3 separate regions of the Mus musculus genome follow, and regions 2 and 3 are each linked to region 1. Evidence: chromatin contacts called from public HiChIP or PLAC-seq data. All regions are on one chromosome and are shown on one strand. The core of a region is the stretch at or near the end of the contact, and the rest is flanking DNA. Distances in the headings are between cores, read along the strand shown. Region 1 overlaps 5430437J10Rik (RIKEN cDNA 5430437J10 gene). Region 2 overlaps Ttc33 (tetratricopeptide repeat domain 33). Region 3 holds the start of Ttc33 (tetratricopeptide repeat domain 33).

What was found. HiChIP or PLAC-seq counts read pairs in DNA pulled down with a chosen protein or histone mark.
Region 2: a contact with region 1 is called in an HNF4G HiChIP or PLAC-seq map of pancreatic cancer cells. The contact joins two enhancer-like sites. A contact is called at or near these places in 1 of 484 Hi-C or Micro-C datasets (pancreatic cancer cells) and 1 of 115 datasets of contacts at active chromatin or transcription factors (pancreatic cancer cells).
Region 3: a FOXA1 HiChIP or PLAC-seq map of pancreatic cancer cells shows a contact between it and region 1. The contact joins the promoter of Ttc33 here to the enhancer-like site in region 1. A contact is called at or near these places in 1 of 39 promoter capture datasets (the HPC-7 cell line), 1 of 484 Hi-C or Micro-C datasets (pancreatic cancer cells), 2 of 115 datasets of contacts at active chromatin or transcription factors (cardiomyocytes and pancreatic cancer cells) and 2 of 9 other capture datasets (adipose tissue and liver).

The regions. Positions count from the first base shown.
Region 1 is chr15:5,538,317-5,541,388 of GRCm38.p6, reverse strand. It overlaps 5430437J10Rik (RIKEN cDNA 5430437J10 gene), which reads right to left. Exons shown (of 5, transcript NR_045274.2): 2 at 1,664-1,764. Among named protein-coding and RNA genes, the nearest start is that of 5430437J10Rik, 44 kb to the right of the region's middle. Within about 2 kb of position 1,643, at least 93 of the 459 cell types and tissues checked have an H3K27ac peak or open chromatin away from gene starts, as enhancers often do. A contact at or near this core is called in pancreatic cancer cells, where this site is marked.
Region 2 is chr15:5,204,071-5,206,838 of GRCm38.p6, reverse strand. All of the region lies in intron 2 of Ttc33 (tetratricopeptide repeat domain 33), which reads right to left. Among named protein-coding and RNA genes, the nearest start is that of Ttc33, 20 kb to the right of the region's middle. Within about 2 kb of position 1,393, at least 10 of the 459 cell types and tissues checked have an H3K27ac peak or open chromatin away from gene starts, as enhancers often do. A contact at or near this core is called in pancreatic cancer cells, where this site is marked.
Region 3 is chr15:5,183,996-5,186,975 of GRCm38.p6, reverse strand. It overlaps Ttc33 (tetratricopeptide repeat domain 33), which reads right to left and starts at 1,416. Exons shown (of 5, transcript NM_026213.3): 1 at 1,208-1,416.

The DNA.
Region 1 (3,072 bases), core at 394-2,893:
GCTGAATGGAATCTCAAACCAGACTCAAAAACTCTACAAACAGGAAAAAATTCAAGCTGAACTGCTATATAATCTAATCAAATAGATCTATAAAATATTAATACTTATGAAATACTGCTTTAGTAAATACCCAGATACTTGTACAGGTTAGGGCAGGATGGAGTGTTGGTTGATTTAGACTTCTCTGTGTGCAGGGATGATGAGTGGGAAATGTTAGATCATTTCAGACGCAACTTTACTTAAATGTTGACTGAAGGAGGGTGAACAGATGTCTGCAGGCTTACCTGCGGCTCCCTGCTACACAGACTGGACAGACAGGGTTTATGAAGCGATCCAGATGCTGGTGCTTGCCATTTTCCCAAAGCGACTGGAAGTCAGTTAGAGTTATCCCTACAAAGGCCACAGGCTACAAACCAGAGGACATTTTACACAGCAAAATATGGAACCAAAAGATTTACAAAAGACTCAAATGCAATCTTATCTTAAGAAATGATATCACCGTCTTCAAATATGTTCATGGAGTTCTCTCCATTTTATTCTCAGACTTACTGTAGGTCAGCTTCAATGCAAAACTTCGCCTTCCCAAGTTACTGCTTTAACAGGAAATTATGAGAATTCATTATTAATTATAAATATCTTGATATCTTCAGAATAAGTAATTATACCTACTGTAATAAAAGGAAACTAAACAAAACATTTTTTTAATCTGATCAAAAATGGTCTGCATTTAAAGGTTGCTGCCCCAATATTTAACCATCTAACCTTAATTCCTGTAGTGTTCCATATAGTAATGGAGTATACTGACCACCACAAGTTGTCCTCTAAAATATGGAACTCTCTCTCTCTCTCTCTCTCTCTCTCACACACACACACACACACACACACACACACACACATATATATATATATATATATACATATATATATATATATATATATATATACACACACACACATATATATATATACACATATGCCCCAGTAGTACAGGGGAATGCCAGGGCCAAGAAGCGAGGAGGGGGGCGGGTAATAGGGGACTTTCAGGATAGCATTTGAAATGTAAATGAAGAAAATACCTAATTAAAAAATGAAAAAATTTTTTTCAATAAAGGAAATATTTCAAGTAAGTGAGTCTGTTCACTAAATCCCAGAGAGCTAGAAAGATATATTTATATACAGAGAAAAAATTCAGCTAAATTTCACAATATTTACATAAGTTATCCTGACTATTTTATTCCATGATGAAAAGATGTGACACTTTTAGACGAAAGATGATTGTGGTGCAGTATTGCATGACACTATTCCTGAGGAAATGTTAACACATATGGACTCACCTCAAATAAGAAGTAATGACAGATCAAAGTAAGGATACCACCAAAGTCCAATTTGATGAACCAATGAGCTTAATGGAATTACTTACAGGAGTATGGGTGAAGGGTTGCATGGAGATGGAGAAAACTCATAGATAGCTGTATCAATAAAATGTTCACTCTAGCATGTGTAAACTCACCCAAGCTCAAAAATGCTAGAAAGCTGGAGGAGGGGAAGGCTCAACACATTTGATTTCAGAGAGTAATGAGTCAGCTCTGTTGGTATGAGACTCTACTAGACAGCTAACCTTGTGTAACAGTGTCTGTCAGAAGTTAACTATTGGTTGACTCACCTAGCCTGTGACCTGCTTTTCAGCAGCCTGGGGTGAAGGCAGCACTTCTTATGGAGTATCCTGAACATAGTCTTGAGTGGGCTGTGAGATGCTCACAAAGTCTGGGAAAGACAAAACAATCACATCATTGAAGAAGTCCCCCAAAGCTCCCAAGAGTCTGCCTCTTACATTGTCTTCATCTCTAAGTCAGTTATATAACCAAGTGCCTCGTGCGCCACTTCCTCATTGCTCAATGGGAAGAACGCCTGGCCACTGTGCGTTCAGATTACCATAGAGATGAATGAGGTAATGCACAGAGAGAGCACAATTTCAAAGTATTTCCTTTACCATATTTTTTTTCTGCTAAGCACTAACATTATTTGAAATTTTAGCCTTTGTTTCAATGTAGATCTATTTCCCCTGTGTTCTCCTTGTAACTAATATGTCAACCATCCTACTTGTGGTGAACACTGTTCCTTTAGTTTGTTTTTTAAATCTCTGCTGCAGAAACAACATCCTTGCTTGTTGTACAGTACCCATCATTAGAGCTGCCCCATCACTGCTCAACACTAAATACCAAAATAGGGAAAAGAAAGGCTCTTTAGCGTCATTCTACAGTTACCTAAGGAAACAGAAGAAAAGCGTTTCCCTGTATGCATGTCTTAAAGCATGGTTTCCAGACCAAATGTAATAAAAGCATAGTGGTTTGTCTTCTGAGTGCAAAAGATCCCTCCAGGCAACTTTTACCTGAAGTTTCATAAGCAAACTATATTTTCACTGTTCTTTGAGAATATTCAGAGTAATGCCTGGCTCCCAAGCCTGCCATATTTATTGAGTGAGTCAGAGCATATTAACAAATGCTGTCACAACATTCCAAACCTCCGTCCTGATAGGTTTTATTGATTAAGCAGTCATTTTCATCAAAAGCATAGACAAACCTCAAGTGTGCTTAGGGATTTATATTAGCTTACTCTCAAGGAAAATTGCTAGAGAGAAACTGTGTTGGCAGAGGCTAATTGGCTGCTTTTAACTTGAGTGATGTGCGGACGTTTGAATGTTGTAGGTACAGAGCCTAATTACAACTTACCTTGCCTATGCTTGGCTCCCTAAAGAGCTGTCTGTGTACCAGATCTAATATCCTGTGACAAGGAGCTAAATGCTTTTGGGGATACATTATCTTAACAGAACCATACTCCACACCAATCAAGAGGCTACGGCTGTTGCTCTGAGGAAGCACCTGAGGCCTGTGGCTGAGACCTCACTCTGGGCACTTTTATCTGCCTCTCTCATGTTCCCATCCATGGAGTTGAAAAAGGTCTTGATTTTACGATTTTTGTTTTGTTACTGTAAACCTTCAGGAAGCTATTTGTATATTGAAACATAATTTAGGGTAATCTAAGCCTGTGTTCCCAGGACATGGTCACACATAT
Region 2 (2,768 bases), core at 144-2,643, 330 kb after region 1:
TGAGCACGTCTGCAGTCCCAGGGCTGTGAATCACTGACAATCTCTGTCATGTGCCATTGTGTACTATCTTCTCTTAAATCATTTCTTGTTGTTTTCAAGACCCTTCACTTTCTCAGTATGTGTTTTGTATGTACAATGCACAATACCTGGTAATAAACAACTGCTATTCATATTCTCTAATATAAATTATAATCATATAATACATATAATAGTGTGTGTGTGCGCGCGTGTGTGCATAGTGTACACTTGTGCTGATGTGTGTGTGCAGGCGTTAGGACAGCATCCTCCTTTATTGCTGTCGATGTTATTTCCTTGAGACAGGTCTTTTCTGAGCCTGAAAAATGCAGGTTTTGTAAGGGTAGTTGGCCAGTGAGCTCCTGGGATCCACTATCTCACAGTCAACAAAGCGGGGATCACAGGCACACATGTGCAGGTTTTAAATGAGTGCTGGAGATTTGGACAAAGGTCCTTACGCTTATTCAGCAAGAATTCTTATCAACTGAGTCATCTCCCCATCTAACTCACAAACTTTTTATTGCTATTTTAGAGTTCATTTCTTATACTTAGGAGAGCAAGTTTACTGTATCTTGTACAATCACCAGAAGTGAAACTCCATACATCCTGTTCTCACTGTCTCCCTTCAGCACACCAGAGGCAACTCAAGAGACTAACCTAAACCATCCAGGTTGTTATTTAGTCCAATTCTTTTTCTTTATACCACATGCATAATTGTGTGGGCCTTAAACATATTTCTCACTTTTCCATTGCACTTGGACACAGCAAAGAGATTTGTGAGTTATATGTTAGCAAACGCTAACAGTCACTGAGCAGACTGCAGTGCCAGTTACGTGACCTTCATTACTCTACTGGAACTGGACCCTCACCAGAACCCCAGGTGGCATTAGTCATTATCTCCACTTCATAAATAAGAGAGCTGAAGATTAAAGAAGCTACCTTCCCAAATATAGCTAATGCTGCAGCTACAAGGGTCGGGTAGGATTTGAAGGCACCAAGTGTAACATCAGAGCCTCATGCTAAGCCACACTTGGTCCTATTTCCTCACAAGGCATCCTTTTCAAAAGGCCATGTAAGTTTTTGTAAGTATACTCCATGATGCAGTCTTCAGAGGTTATACATGATATTCATGTATACACATGAAACTGCCTAGCGATCCACATCTCAGAACATGTCCACTACATTACAGAAAATATGCTGCATGTAAAGACCCGGACTCCGTAAAGCCAGGGGGTGGGGGTGGGGTGGCTCCATCAGGAAAGTGCTTGCTGCACAAGCCTGAGGGCGTGAGTGCAGTTCCTCTGCACACACATAAACCTCAAACACAGCACAAGCTTTTGAAATATCACCACTGTGGTGACAGACAGGAGGATCTCCCGGATGGACTGGCCAGCCAAGGTAAGTCTCATACCATCTTGACAAAGCACAAAGAGTGCATAGTGGGAGTGTGCTTTACGAAGTTTGCTTTTATACTCATTAAAGGCGTGGCGGTCAAACCACAGGTTTGTGTTTTGTTGGTTTTTTTTGGTTTTCCGATCAGAGTTTCTCCGTGGAGCCCTGGCTGTCTTGGAACTCACTCTGTAGACCAGGCTGGTCTGTGCTCAAAGCTTAACTACGAGTTAAATGTTCAATTAAAGGAAGGCGGTAACCTCTGATTCCAGCCAAATCATACAGAAATAAGTAAGCCTAGACCACTGTTAGAGCCTTTTGGGGCTTTGAGGGGCTTTTGCAACCAGTTCTTATACAATGTAGCCTTGGCTGGCCTGGAACTTACTACATAGGCCAGGGTAGCCTCAAAGTCCGATCCACCTGCCTCTGACTCCTGAGTGCTGAGATTACAGGAATGTACCACTGAGCCCAGCTCCTTCATAACCTGCAGCTCACAGAATTCCTCGATGAAAAGACATCTACCTGAGCACTGTTTAATTCTAGGTGAAAGGCTTCTAATAATGTGGGGACCGTGTGGCCACCTTCCCCCCTCATTACTCAGACTACCTCCTTATTCGTCTCAGCTGTTTGTCAGTATCGTTTTACCATGTTTTCTATTCTTGAGTTTCTTGCATGAAATACAATCCCATGCACCCCATTACCCTCCTGCAGCCCCCCTCACCCCCTAACAGGTTCCCTCCCAATTTTTCTTCCCTCCTCTTCTCCACAGCCCAGGAGGTCCAATCAGAGCTACCCATGTAAGCATGGTTGCTGGACTGCACAGGAGGGTGGGCAACCTGCCAGCTCTACCCCAACTTTATGACGCATCAGCACAATTCTGGGTTGTTCCCCAAGAAATCACAAACCTCGGTTTTTAAATGTATTGTACTTTTTATACACATATGAAACATTCCTCCATTCCTTTAGACCAAAAGATTCTCTCTATAGCATACTTGCTTAAAGACTGACTATTATACAGTTATAGGAGATATTATAGTTACTCAGTAGCACCTTTGTTGGTAGGTATTAGAAACTGGGTTTTAACCAGTCCTTTTTTCAAGTGAAGGAAGACCACAAGTTCTTTCACCCAGGCCATAGCTACCTGGAACAAAGAAAACTATGTAATCCAAACAAGCCAAGCCATTGTCTAGTTGACTCTGTATAACTTCTATGGCCTGGTCCAACCGGCATAAGCCTATCAGATTCCTCTTTGTGGAATCTGAAAACAGGAAACTCAAGAGTTGAAACTATGTAGAGAAGCAAACTGACAAAATAAGAAAAGTAGTAATAAGATACAGAAGAGAAACTCACTGCCTGTGGTACTT
Region 3 (2,980 bases), core at 167-2,666, 350 kb after region 1:
GCGGTATCAAGGGCCTACTAAAGTGAAAAAGCAGGAATGTGTTACCAGTTTATAATACCAAGTTTATATTTTCTCCCAAACTGCCTGTGGACAAGGAGACTGAACTCAATTACAATACCGGTAAGTGCTATCAAGCGTGATCCAATGACCTGTCAGACAAACGCACACTAGTGTCTGCATGAAAGTGAGCTTTAGAGAATAGAAGCTGGCCAGGCTTAAAAGAGGGAAGACTCCTGGCATGTGTGAACATCTTCCCCAAGGAAAATGTAATGCTCTGATCTGATCCGGGATCTGAAATGCTACTGGGGAGAAAATACAGACAATAGTCAATTAATGATTCGGGACTCCCCTTCTCGGTGATTAAAATGTCCTAACATCAATTGGTATAATGGCACGATTTTGTGAACAGCAATAACGGTTACTGAGTCATAGACTCTATTAGGAGGAGTTGTATAACACGCCACTTACATCTCAACTAAACTGTTTTCATCTTACGCTATGAGCTTCTTGTGCCTCTAGGCTGTGCTTGTAATTAGTACTCACTAAAAACCGCGTACAGAAGGAGCTTTGCTTGATCTGTACCTGGATGGATAAGGCACCAAGCTTCTTTCCAACCCGATAACAGATCAAGTGGGTAAATCACAACTGTAAAGGTTTCGTGCTAACTCTCATCTGGAGTTAAAAGTCTACGTGCTCTACAGAACGATGAGTGGCATTAAGATTCTAAACATGTACGATGCTCTCCACCGCAACCGCTCGACTTGACCCTTTACCGGGCCATAAATAAGCTGGGTGCTTGCCACAGAGTTAAAAACGTCCTCCTGAACTGACTGCGTGAGAGGATGCGGCCACCCAAGATGGAAAAACACCGGCCGGAGGTAGAGAATCACAACAACCACCCTCCGAACAGGAGAGATGAATCCGCAGGTGAAGAACGAGAGAAACGGATTCCCTTAAAATGCTACCCGAGGAGAACACAGGATTCAAAACTGGCCCCTGCCTCGGCTGCAATAAAAATGAGCTCCGGCCATAGCAGCTCCTCGGGCGGCCGGGCCGGCACCCAGAACCCTGCCACCGCGCCCCGCGCCCCGTGCCCAGGTCGGAGGCACGCCCCAGGGCTCTGTGGACCTCACCGGGCCACCCTCGGCCCTCCCTCCCGCACGCAGCAACCCTCAGCCCTGTCTACCGCCTACCCGCAGCCAGTTACCTGAAAACACTCTGTGGTGCCGTGTTTACATTCCACGTGCCCTTTGGCACCGGAAACGGAAACTATTCTGCCGGGATTCTAATCTGCCTTGCCTGCCTGTGCTTCCCGATTCTTTATTTTAAAAAAAAAGCATGAAATCATCCTGGGACGTTCTAAAGTCCAGCAAGGCGGACAGAAGAAAAGAAGACTTTCTTACCCGCCAGCGCCCTTCTGCAGGACCACTAATCCCAGAAGTCACTGCGGCGCCCTAGGGACTATGGGATTTGTAATAAAGACACCAGACGAAGCGCCCTCTAACTGCAGCCGGGAATGGACTCCCGTGTTTGAGGTTGTGCTTTGCAATACACACAGTCCTCAGGTAAATAAATGGCTTACCGCCTAGTCTGACCGGCCTAGCCGCTGAAGGGTCTGTGAGATGCAGAAGGGGGGGGGGGGGGGGGGGGGCGGAGACTGAGCTGAAATAAGTGCAAAGGGTGCTGGCTTGTTTGTGTCAACTTGACACAAACATATACTTAGCTATAAAACAGGGAATCTTAACTGAGAAAATGCCTGTAGGGAAATCTATGCGGGCATTGTCTTGATGAATGATTGATGTGGGAGGACCCAACCCATTACAGGCAGTGCCACACCCTTGGCAGGTGGTCTGGCCCAAGGGGAAGCTAACTGAACAAGCCTTAAAAAGGACCAATTACTGCCCTGCTTGAGTTTCTACCTTGATTTCCTTCTATAATGTGAAACTAGACGCTGATATAACCCCTTTCCGCCCCGAGATGACTTTGGTCATGGTGTTTTATCCCAGCAACAGAAACCTTAAGTAAGAGCCGATCAGGGAGGATTGGGCTGAACTGCAAGCTTCCTGTGAGAATCCACAGCAGAGCCTGAAAGTAGCACCTGTCACTTCTTACAAGTAAATTAGCAGGCTGATGTTAACAATGGGGCACACTGAGGGAATTGAAAACTCCTTAAGTTTATCCACATAGCTGTGCTACACAAAGCCAAGATCGATTTATGGAGACCACGCTTTTTCAACGCGCCACCGCATGTCTTACTGGCTAGTTATTTGTTGAGGTAAACTGATAAGTTATTTCTCCACTGGTAAAATGAGCCAATTCAAGCCAGATTAAAATATATACAACTGCAGGTTTATTAAGAAGCTGCTCTCGGGCAGGTGAGTTCACTGGCCCCAAGGAAGGAGGCCAGAAAAGGGAGAGAAGAGGAAGAGAAAGAGAGCCCTCAGGCTAAGACAAGGGGGCAGGGGAGATGGGGAGGGAGAAAACAAAATGGATTATATAGCAAAGATCCTCTGGGGGAAGGGAGTCCAGGCCCTGTGCTGAAAATTCAGGATTGGGGGCCAGTTATACTAGGGACTGAGGGATGCTGGGAGAACCAGGAGGCCAGGTCTGCTTTGGTATGTAAAATATACACCTAAGTTGTTTGTTCCTGGGTCTGAAACCAAACAGAAACATGGTAGGATTCTGAGATACCATTAGTAATACTCCCCTCCCCACCTCCCACCCCCATCCCCATCCCCACCCCCCCCACACACACATACATTACCAAAAGGACTACTAACTTCTTTCTCTCCAAAATGTCAAATAGTCCCTGAAGGGACACTCTTACCCAACGCTGGCATTAAAATCACTGATGCTGGCCCCAGCGATGGCTTACTGCTCTTGTAGAGGACCTGGGTTCAGGTCCAACACTCAACAGAGAGACTCAAAACATCTGTGACTCCAGTTACAGGGGAACTGCTGCCCTCTTCTGACACCCACA